Regions from separate parts of the Hordeum vulgare genome. Here region 1 is linked to region 2. The links are chromatin contacts, called in public Hi-C maps. All regions are on one chromosome and are shown on one strand. Each heading gives the region's core, a stretch centred on a gene start, on an enhancer-like site or on the middle of the called end of the contact. The rest is flanking DNA. Distances are from core to core; before and after follow the strand shown. Region 1 holds the start of LOC123403026 (U-box domain-containing protein 5). Region 2 holds the start of LOC123402948 (transcription factor BHLH089-like).

Region 1 (5,925 bases), core at 1,951-4,450, 270 kb before region 2:
ATGCACCGTAGCCCGCCGGCCGGCCGGCCAGGACCCAGAAACGCACTCCCGGACCAAAAGGCATAAAAACGATACCATATCTTTTCAAAAAAGAAAAAGAAAACGATATCATATCATATCAAAACGATATGGCTAAGTTGGGTTTCACCGGCTTGCCTTCCGGCCACTCGACTCCATTATCGCGCACGGGAGACGCGAGAGGAAGGAAGGAAGGAAGGAAGGAAGATGACGCGAAATGTGGCGGTCGAGCAGGGTGAGATTCATCGATCGGTCCACCACCGGCATGTCGGGGGCAGGTGGACCCGCCGTGTCGGCCAACTCCGGTGGGATCGGGAGAGACGCGGCAGGCAGCGGCTGGCTAATCGAGACGTGCGCCCGGCCGGCCTCCGTGGCGCCAATCGCCCGCCGTCGCCTTTGCGTAAAGCAGCGCCTGCTCTCGCTCGATCCACGTGTTGCGGAGAGCGTCCATCTACCCGTCGTGCGTTTGCCGGCCGGCTGTTACTGGAGAACAAAAACTGGGACACAAGGAACAAAAACTAGCAGCAGTAGGGGAGTACGATCGGGATGAACATTCTTTTTATTGCAAAATGCATAAGGGCATCTCCGGCGCCGCCCCTTAAACCAAGCACCACATCTGTTCATAGACCGGGTTGACAAACCCGCTGACATTGATGTGGAAGTCGGCCATCAAATACTATCCCGGTCAATTCGAAATTCAAATTTGTTCGATCACATAACGGATCACATCTCCTAATCGCATAAAAAGTGGTAAGTATGCATAGTTTTTACATGTTCGATCATAAAAATATCAGTTCGTCAGCTCCACGCCCAATCTATCGTTGTCACCCCTGCCTCTTTCTCGGCCGTCTCGACCACCTCTTTCGCCTCTAGCTCTTCCTTCTGCCACTTTAACACCTTAAAATGAACGACCTAAACGATTATCCTTGTGCCATCATCTAAATCATACATCTTCAAGGTCTAACATCTTTTCGTTCTTCGAAGCGGCTGCAATTTCGATCTTCTTCTCTTTGAATATGGCTTCTTCTCTTTGAGTTTGAGCTTCTTTTTGGTCGCTACTATCAACATGCTAAACCTTTCCGTCTTTCTTTCCTCCTTGATGTTGGAACGATGTACTTCGTTCTCCTGGACAAGATGTCATCGAATCTCTTCACCCTCCTTCTTTTTTATGCTGGCAAGTGTGCTGACATGATCACGACCGCGATGACGTGGTCGAACTCCCATTCTTTTTTGTGTGCTGGCATGTCTGCCGGCCACTGACAAGTGCGTCAGCATGAACTATTTTCTGAAGCTGGTATTGTATGCCGGCCGCTGACATATGGTGCCGTCATAAACTTTGGACGACGACATGATCATTGCCTTATCTGCTTTTAAAATGTGTGCACGGACATAAAATGGATCACGGACGTTGGACTCACCGTCGACCCAAATCTTAAACAAGTCGGACATCGAACGGGCGACCGACCCAAACGAATAAAAAACAAACAAAAACATCGTTCGTTTGGATCGGCGCGTTGGAGTTGCTCTACACCCCTCTTTTCTTCTTTCTATCTTTCTTCTCTTTCCATCGGACAAGGGAACGAACATTTAATGAATCTTTTCCTAATAATAGTAAAATAAATAGTGCTTCTGTCGTCCGTCATAAAAATTACCCCTGAAGTTGGCTTAAATTATCCACCATGCCACCGGTAAGTGGATAAAAAACGATTTATTATTCCTCTTCACAAGTCACCGTCGGTTTTATGTTATTCAGCGCTAGCCCTTATTTTGTCACAAACAACCAACTAGCCTGGTGGTTTCACTATTGCTGCTCTCACCGGAAGGCCTGGGTTCGAATGAGCATTTGTGCTAGTATGATTAAAGTATGGATGCGTGGCATTCGATGATGTCCGTTTTGATGAACGGTGTTGGAGCTGCCCTAACCGACGGGGGACAAGTTTATTGTTTCGGCAGCATTCAACAGAAGCCGAATCTTTGCCCAAGCCCCGCCGTTTGTTTGCTTGCTCCCCATTCTGTTTCTTTCTGATCAACGAACATAAACCGGTAGCACTACAAGACCAGGAGAGGAGCATCCTTTTTGTTGTATGCATGAGAGCAACCGCCGGCTGCTTGCGCTGCATGACGCGTACGTCAGTGGTTTGCCAACTGATCGCCCTTACCGAATCAATCATTCGTCGTTCACAGGTGTGGCCTTGCTTTGCATGATGATCATGATGATGCGTGATGCGCATCATTGGTACTCCGGTGATAGTAAACTGCATCATGATTCACGAAAGATGGTCGAGTCAAAACGCTAAAGAAGCTCCGAAAGCAAGTGTGTTTTTGTTCTGGTATCATCATTTAGCACATTTGGAACGAGGTGCCGTGTCGAGTTTGTACATGCGCGCGCACACACACATGATGGAATGAGGGGTGGTGCTCTGCTCGGTGCTAGGGAGCTTCTTGGTTAAGCGGAGCGTTTCTAGAAGCCGCTGCCCCGTTTTAGGGAGGGGAGGGGTCTTTAATTAAGCTGAAGGCGTGCTAGCAGTCTAATCCCTTGGTCCGAAGAGACCGAGGACGGTCTTGCACGCGTTCTTTCAAAGGAAGCTCCGCAAGCTTAAGCAAAGACCGGGTACGTATGAATGCCCACAAGCTTTACTCACTGATCAGGTTAGGGGAGGAGGGGTTAAGCCGATCGTTTCGGCGGCGTTCAACAGAAGCCGAATCTTCCCCCAACCACTAACTAATCAGTTGTTTTCTCCAGGTTTCAACGCCTAGCCTAACAAAGCCCCCCTGAGAATCCATCGGCAGGCGGCGGCGGCGGCGGCGGCGGCGTGCGGCTCGCATGACCCTGCCTTTCCGCCTGCCCCGCCGCGCGCGCGTGGTCCGCGAGGCCGCGCCCGTCGGTTAGCTTCGGCGCTCGCTGGGTCCGGGACCCTGGTGCTGGTGTGGTGCACCGTGGGCGCGCAGTCGCCATGGCACGTACGTGTCCACGCGCGGGGTCTCGTGGGAAGGTGGTGTGGTGCGTGTCTCTACCGAGCCGATGGAGACGGACAGGGCGCCATCCGGGGGCGGGCCCCGCAAACCGCTATGGCGGGGACGGCGACCGGGAAGGAAAAGCAGCGAGCCCGAGCGCGACGAGGAATATTATACTCGCTGGTGCGCGCGCGCGCGCTATGGGCGCAGGTGGTGGTGTGCCTGTGGCTCCCATCATTCCCACGATTCCTTTCTCCCTCTCTCTGTCCCGCTGCCCCCTCCTCCCCTCCTCCCCGCGCCGCCTTTATCCGTCTCCTTCTATACCGCTACGAGTACTAGACTAGGAGGAGACTGGTCGACCCAGGGAGCAAACGCCTCCGTACTCCATTCCTCGAACCCCACCCGCTTCCGGCATCCAAATCCAAGGACCCCTCCATCCCTCCGTCCGTCCATGCTCCGGTGAGCCAGCAGAGGGTTGCCGTTCTTGCGCCTGGTATGGTCCCTCCCCCGCTCCACGAGCCTCTATCGCTCTTCCTCTCGCTGCTGCCTTGCTTGCCGGGGAGGGAGGACGTCCGGCTGATTCGTTCCGTTCGACTTTGTGGTTGCAGGAGGAAGCAGGGTTCCTTCCATCTATCCCCTCTGTCCCCGTGTCGAGGGGCGACAAATAACAGCAACAAGGAGGAGGTTCGTTGCTTTCTCTGCGCGCAGCTTGGTTTTGGGTCGTTCCTACCGCGCGCCAGCAGGTTGGTTGTCTCGTCCCCCTTCCAAGTTGATTCCATCTTGTTATGCCCCTATGCTGCCGATGCTCCATTGAATCCCCCCGTGTGCATCCTCTCTTGTTGATGATCCGGAGGGATTTGGTGCCGTTTCCATGATCGATAATCACCTTTTGATTGAGTTGCTAAATCGTCGGCTGGACCTGCCCTCTTCTTCCATCCCTGGGAACAAAACGCCAATCTTTTTCTATGATGATTTTTCTGGCCCGCGCCGTTTAGGTCTTTCTGCCCAAAGGGGCTGATTTTTTATGTTTCTCTTCCCCTTCCAGTGCTTTCCGCTTTTGTGCTAATGGCCGGGGTGGTTGGGGTCCATTCATGCCTCATGCGGGTTGGGTTGATACTTGATACCGCCAATAGCAAACCAACTGATCAGTGGGTTCTTGCAAAACTCCAATCCCCTTTCCTCTCTGCGTATGCTTCCTGCATCAAGCTTAGCGCTGGAAACGATTACGTTTGCTTGGCCCATACGACCGGGGGTTTGTCATGTACCCACCCATTGAGACGCTTTGAAATTCAGAATACAACTCGTTTGTTTATTTATTCCTGCTCTTATCCGTGGTTTGATTTCTTCAACCAATTGTGTAAGGCCGAGGATGAAATGGTCCGATGGCCCATAATCAACTCGATTCAACTTTTATTCTTATTATTTTATTGCATGGTTGTTGAAAGAACAAAAAGACCGGCTGCGGACCAATTTGTTGACTTTCAATAATGGTGGTTGTTCAAGAGGTATTTTGACCAATCGGTTTACTTTTTGCCTGTGCTAGAAGACGAGAGGTTGGGTTATTAGGGCCATCTGTTAGTACAAATGATGACATGTCTTGGTTTCTCGACGATTAATCATTGTTCGTAAATGCAATCTAGTTATGCAGTTGGACCTGTAAGGGGAGTCATAGCACTCTCACCCGACATAGCTATGAAAACAGCTAGCTACTAATAATTTATTTTTGATAAACACTTCCTGAATTATGTAACTGTGATAAGAAAAAAGCATTCAGAAAAAAAATGCATGGTGAGAGATGTTCCCTTGATGCAACGAGCCACCACCATCACCATATACCTTACAAATTTGACATTTGTGTGGACCGAACTATTGTTTCCTTTGACAACTTAGTAACATTCTTCAGTGTCCTGATATGGTTGGATTTCCCTGACTTAATTCACAGCATTTTCATGACATTATTTTCTTCCCTGTTCAACAGTTCAAGGCCCTTACGATTAAGATTGGCAGTCACTCTTCGACAATGGCGAACACGGGTTTATCACGGCGCAACTCTTGTCCAAAGGTGGAATACTTAATTACCTCTCAGTTTTTCCAACCATTCCAGTACTTTTTATTCAGACACGGGGCATTTGGTTATATGCCTTTATTATGCAAGATGAAACCCTCTCGTATATGGCGGGGAAATCATGCTGTTTCTTATGTGTCATACTAGTCATGCAAGGGTTCCATTCATCGTCTTTTTAGTTTCATCTTTGTGTACCTAATTTTTTTTATTAATGCTTTTATATGAATTGTCTTGCTTTTGTTAGGTTCACAGCTCATTGTGCAGTGAGTTGACAATGATGCTAGATAAAATCTCCTCTATTCTTCCATCAATTGAGGCAGCTCGACCAGGATGTAAAGCAGGAATACAGGAATTGTGCAACCTATACCATATAGTTGAGAAAGGAAGACTCATAAGTCAGCACTGCGTCGAATGTAGCAAACTCTACTTGGTATGTTATTCCTGTGTTCATGGGAAACTTAAGATTATAATATCCTAAATTTATTATTGATTCTTGGACCCTTTTGTTGTGACTACTTTGTGCTTTTGAAAGTATTATTTGATGATTTTGGATATTTATGTTCAGGCTATTACTGGAGAGGCAATTTTATTACGATGTGAAAGGGTCAGAGACTCACTTAAACGGAGTCTGTTCCTGATTCAGAATATGGTCCCAACAGTGCTAGCTAATCAGGTTAGTTGATATAGTTTGATGTTTTACTCTTTTTTGTGTGTGTGTCACCAACTCAACTTATGCTAGGATGAATATACCAATAGGCCGTTTTGGTGTTGCTTATCATACAATTTCATGTGTTCTTATGATAGCATCTTCACTATTATGTGCTTTGATTGATTTGTTGTGGGAAATTTATAAGATAAACGGATATCCGTAGTCCCTATTTGTATTG
Region 2 (5,491 bases), core at 2,834-5,333:
GCAGTGCATGCATCGACCTGCATGGGCCTGACCGAACCCCCATCCGTCCATATCCATGCATCGACCTGCAATTGATACCAGCACCTGCGCCTGCCATGCACATACTACGGGCATGCCGCATGCCTCTGCCCGATCGATCGATCCATCTCCTTGAATTTCCGGTCGACCTGACCCTGACCGTTTCGTGTCTGCCCACAAGAGGAGGAGGCCCTTTCCCGAGCATGTCAGCAACCCCGCCCGTTCTCGAGCACGTACGTACGCTGCATGCGCCGTCTGGCGCTCGCTGCTCCGGAGCAGTGGCGGACTGCAGGGCCGACAAGGGTAGACGAGAGGTTTGGCTCCTGGCTGGCTTGGTGCTATGCCTATGCGGATGATGGGCATGCGACGGGATGCATCATGCATGTACGTATGGGGCTAGAGCACGCACGTAGCCAGCCAGCCGTGGCGCGATCGGCCTGTGTGTGGTGCGGGCGCTGGACGCGTCCATGACTGCGACCACGCCGGAGCGGAGCAATGGAAACGATGAACGGTAGCTTGCATAACCAGTGACAGACAGGGAGCTGGGTAGGTGTGGTGACGTACTTTGAATCTTCCCACCTTTAGCTGCTTAGCTGAAGCCATTCGACCTTGTCAACGGTGACTGCTGGCTGGCTAGCTACTACCCCGCTAGCTAACTAGGAAACTTCAGAACCTTCAGGTTAGCAATTCAACATGGGCTACTTTTCTTAAACTTTGCACATATAAAGTTATAGCACAGCAGTAAATTGCTCTGGGCGGTAGCAAACGCATAGCGCATCAACGATATGTACAGACTCCCAAAAACATATATGGACCAATCTGCGAACACCAACGAAGAACAACTCAACGAAATAGGTTCGTTCAAACATGAGCACCTTAAACAATTTCGCATATAAACAAACAACACAACATTCCCAAGATACTGCAAACGCTCTGGCAGCAAAAAACAACAGATGAGTCCAAGAAAAATAAAGGAACGGCCTCACGAAAATTGACAAAAACAACTACACTGTCGCGGGTCTTGTCCATCATCGTCATCGGTACTGGTATCAGAAGAGGACTGACAGTGCCAGAGGAATTAAGCCGACGCGCACGCATACTGATCATCGTATTAGCGACAACCCAAAGCGCGGTTTTCCGACAGTAATGGCCAAAGGGTTGTTATCATTAATCCGGCGATCTCGTCGTCTTAATGCAGTGTACACGTGGCGGGTGCGCGGTGATGGGGGCCGGTGTGCGAGTGCGCGCAGAGACGATAGAGGTTGTACATGCGGTTATTGGAGCAGCTGTCACCTCAACAATCGTCCTTTTGTAGGCAGCCTCAGTCAAAACTCAGAAAGCAGCCTCCCCTTTCAAAATTCATAAAGGGATCCTTCGTTGCTTAGAGCATCTTCAACCCCCGTCCCCAAGATGTCCATAAGACATCTTTTTAGGTTCGGTATTCGGTGATGCTTTTTGACCGAAAAACGTCTCAACCATGTCCTGAACGCTCATCCGGACGTCAAAATAGCATCGGCTCGACGCCTTGGGGGGCTTTTCTTTTTTTTGGGGGGGGGGGGGGGGGGGTAAGTGAAAGTTTGAACGATTTACGTCTTTCATGTGTCCTTTTTGTTGACCCACTTCATCATTTCCCTCACAAACTTTGATTGGAACGGGGTGTGGCTGGAAAGATGCATCCGTATTGTTGTCGAATGAAGCATCTGGCGCCCCAATGCACCATTTTTTTGGTTCGGTGATGTTTTGAGGGGCTCCAACGGCTGGAGATGCTCTTAGCTATTCATTTCCCCTGAGTAGTCTGGTTTGCCTGGTCTATTTCTAATCATTTTATCGTCCGGTTGCCTGTTTTTTTCCTGTGGTGATTATCTTTTAGGTCAATTATAAAATAAGTTCAGCGCATCACAGCACAGTTCAACAAACACGGTAAATTATGGAAGTGAACGATTAGGCACATTTTATTAGTAGTCAATAACTGAGAAATGTATTATATCACTAAACTCTTTAAAATTGGAGACCTCCCATTCAATTGAGGTCACCAATTTAAAATTGGGCCATCGATTTTGATCGGGTCAACAATTTCTCATTCAATTGTTTTAACCCTCTATAACACTGGGCTTTCTATTTCTTTAAGGCCTCACAATTAATTGAGGTCTCACTTTGATGTTGGGTAATCCAATTTTGACCTAGTCAATAATTCCACAGTGAGCTCTCTTATTCATTGTTAAATACACTATGGTCCCTAATATTAAAGCTTCTCCCGTCAATCCTTGATTCAATCCTTTGTTGTGGCACTGAAATCTCTAACATCATTGAGCTATCCTGTTTTAAAGCCCCTCATTCAACTATTTAATTTTGTTTGGATACATAATTGATTGAGTCGTTCACCCTGGCTTCATGGTGAGATCTCTCGATGAATGGGTGAAAAAACAAAAATATTGCCCATGGCACGTACAAAAATATTGCCCATGGCCGTTTAGCACCAGCATAACACACGCGTCCAACAATGTAAATAATTTTCTCATATTTTTGTACTAATTAAAAGACGTTCTTCAATCATACGGTCAAAAAAACCACCCAAACACCACAATGATAATAAGAAAAATGGTACACTCACGAATAATTTACTATGGATTGTACATACTAAATATTGTTCCACTAAATACTTTCCCGATTTATACCATTGGCCCACTTTTTCCTAAATCCGTGACCATAAATTGTAAGCATGATTCCACAAAGTATGTTCGTAGGAGTAGCATATCTAATTAAAAAAAACTTCATTGCATCCCTCACACGCCAAATCAACTAATACGTAATTTTTTTAGAACTTTAAAAAAATTACACGAAACATGTATAACCTCAAGAATATAACACAGTGCGGCACGCACTATCCTTCTAGTGTGCTATCATTTCTTCAAACAATAGACTTACCTCCGAAAAGTGCCCTTCTACATCCGAGCTCAAATGAGCTCGGGCAAACATTAAATTTCAAAAGTACTTTTAACATGTTCAAAATCTAAAAAATACGACAAATTTGACAAATGTTCTAAAAAATGTAAAGTTTGCTATAAGAAAATTCGGATTTTTTTGAAAATTTTAAAAGTATTTTTTTATTTTTATTTTGAATTTACTGTTCACCCAAACTCATTTGAGCTCGGATGCAAAAACATCACGTCCCTTACCTCCCAGCTTATATTGAAAACCTAAGATATAATACTATGATCTACTTCTCATTCAAGATCCTGTTCAAGAGACTCGGATTTTTCCTATTTACCTTGGAGACTAAGATATTTTCTTATGGAGTTGTGCGGCCTCGGGATCGGTGTGAATGTGGGAATGGCAGCTTGGGATAGCGGATTTGTGTTGCCGGTGTCGAGTTTGATCACTTGGGTGGCAGAGTCCTCGACTCATCGGGTACGTGGCTTAGGGGCGATGTGGAAGCCGGAGTCATGACGACGCCGAAGAGCGTATGTGTTGTAGGGTGTCGATTGTCACATGGTTAGGAGAGTCGTCGGCTCGTTTGGTACGCAACCTAAGGGCTAGTGTGTGTTGTTCAGGTTTGTAAGTCAAAGCGGCAACATGGATCGTATTGAATGGTGTCGATCATGGTCATTTGGGTGACAGAGTCGTCGGCTCGCTTGGGGCGCAACATCGCCCCGAGAGTTGAACCAAAGCCGAGCGTTTCGAGACCATGGAGCGTTGGGTCAGTTTTCCTTGTTCAAGGTCGGTTTTCTTCTTCCACATGAAAAGGCAAGAGATACTGTTGGTTGCCCGAGGAAAAAGTTTTGCATATGCTCGTTTCTGATGAATGGCTATCGTTCACACATCATAACTGGTCTCCCTAGCCTCAATGGTCGACAGCGCATCAGTCTTACAAACCAAGGCAAATGTAGGAACGAGCCACTTACCAGTTTGCAGACAAGCGGGAGGGGCCTGAGCGGGACTCGGTAGCCACTGCATGCATCTGCCCGCCAGCTGAAACACAGGGACCCGGCCCCTCCTTTACCCCAGCCCTACCTCACATGATCACACCTACAGGGCCCAATCCAATCCAATCCAATCTCGCAGGGAAAAAAGTACGATTACTTGCACAAATGCTCCTACGCGGCCACCCATCATCCCCTCTATATATACGGATTAGGAAAAATTCCAGGAAGCACAAAAGAGGAGGGAGACACCGAGACAGGGACACGCAAGCTTCAGGCACAAGCCCTACGCCGCCTCGATCGTCGCTTGTCTTCCAAGATCCACTCGCACTCGCACACCTTACCTATAGTTGGTTGCACTTCACCAAGAAGAATCAGCCAAGGCTTCGTCCGGGCTTGATCCATCGATCGGTCGCTCGCTCGCTCTTGGCGAGGTGGTGATTAATGGCGCACTGCGGCGGCGGCGGCGGCGGTCCGGGTCCGGCGGCGTCCGTGGAGAGCCATTTCCAGGGCCTGCTCGACGACGACGACAAGTACCGCGCATTGTGCGGCGCCTTCGGGTACCTGCAGCAGCAGGAGTGGCCGGACCTCAGCGGCGCGTGCTACGCGGCCTTCGGCGCGCCGCCGCCGCCGCCGGCGGGCACCAGCAACGGCGCCGGCAACTCCTTCTCCCGCAGCGGCAGCGCCAGCAGCGGCGGCGGCTCCACGAAGAGAAAACCCGACGCGTATCTGGACGCAAAGGTGAGTGCGTCAGATGTTCATGCATGCGCTCTGCTTCTTGGTGTGCTAGCATTTGACTGACAAAAAAAAAAAACCGTTGTCAGGACGGCTGCAAGAGGCCGAGAGGGAAGCAGCAGCTGCGCGATCCTGACGAGGCCGGAGGGGCGGCGAAGGGGAGGCCGGAGAAGCCCAAGGCGTGCGCCAGGAAGAAGCCGGAGGCGGCGGCCGCCGGCCAGAAGACCGACTACATCCACGTCCGAGCCCGGCGCGGGCAGGCCACGGACAGCCACAGCCTCGCCGAGCGGGTACGCATTGCTATGCTACTCGTAGAAACAAGAACAATCAAACCTGCGCTGCGCATGCATGCACAGTTTGATCCTGGTGCGCATGGTGCAGGTGAGGCGGGAGAGGATCAGCGAGCGGATGAGGTACCTGCAGGAGCTGGTGCCCGGGTGCGACAAGGTCACCGGCAAGGCCGGCATGCTCGACGAGATCATAAACTACGTCCAGTCCCTGCAGAAGCAGGTCGAGGTACGCATCACGGCATCAACCACCCGCCTGATTCCGCTTCTCTCGTGTGAAGATCACGTTGCATGCTTCTTACCTCTGGGCATGGCTGCACGCGCGCAGTTCCTGTCCATGAAGATCGCCGCCGCCAACCCGGTGGTGAACTTCAACATCGTCGACGACCTCTTCGGTGGCAGGAGGATGAGCCAGCCGTGCGGCCCCGCGGCGGCCCTGCCCGCCATGACGCTGCCGATGCACCATGGGCAGCTGGACCCGTCCTGCCTTCAGATGAGCAACACTGCTATGCAGCAGATGCAGCAGCCGGC

Evidence for each region. Hi-C and Micro-C count contacts between places; a contact is called where the count stands out from the background.
Region 1: a contact with region 2 is called in a Hi-C map of leaf, with 9 times the contacts expected there. The contact joins the promoter of LOC123403026 here to the promoter of LOC123402948 in region 2. A contact is called at or near these places in 4 of 6 Hi-C or Micro-C datasets (leaf and seedling) and 1 of 1 datasets of contacts at active chromatin or transcription factors (embryo).

What each region holds. Positions count from the first base shown.
Region 1 is chr6H:464,202,802-464,208,726 of MorexV3_pseudomolecules_assembly, reverse strand. LOC123403026 (U-box domain-containing protein 5) reads left to right here and starts at 3,200. Exons shown (of 7, transcript XM_045097005.1): 1 at 3,200-3,466; 2 at 3,582-3,716; 3 at 4,952-5,035; 4 at 5,283-5,468; 5 at 5,604-5,711. The coding sequence starts at 4,994.
Region 2 is chr6H:463,932,912-463,938,402 of MorexV3_pseudomolecules_assembly, reverse strand. It overlaps LOC123402948 (transcription factor BHLH089-like), which reads left to right and starts at 4,083. Exons shown (of 6, transcript XM_045096918.1): 1 at 4,083-4,679; 2 at 4,763-4,963; 3 at 5,055-5,189; 4 at 5,289-5,491. The coding sequence starts at 4,383.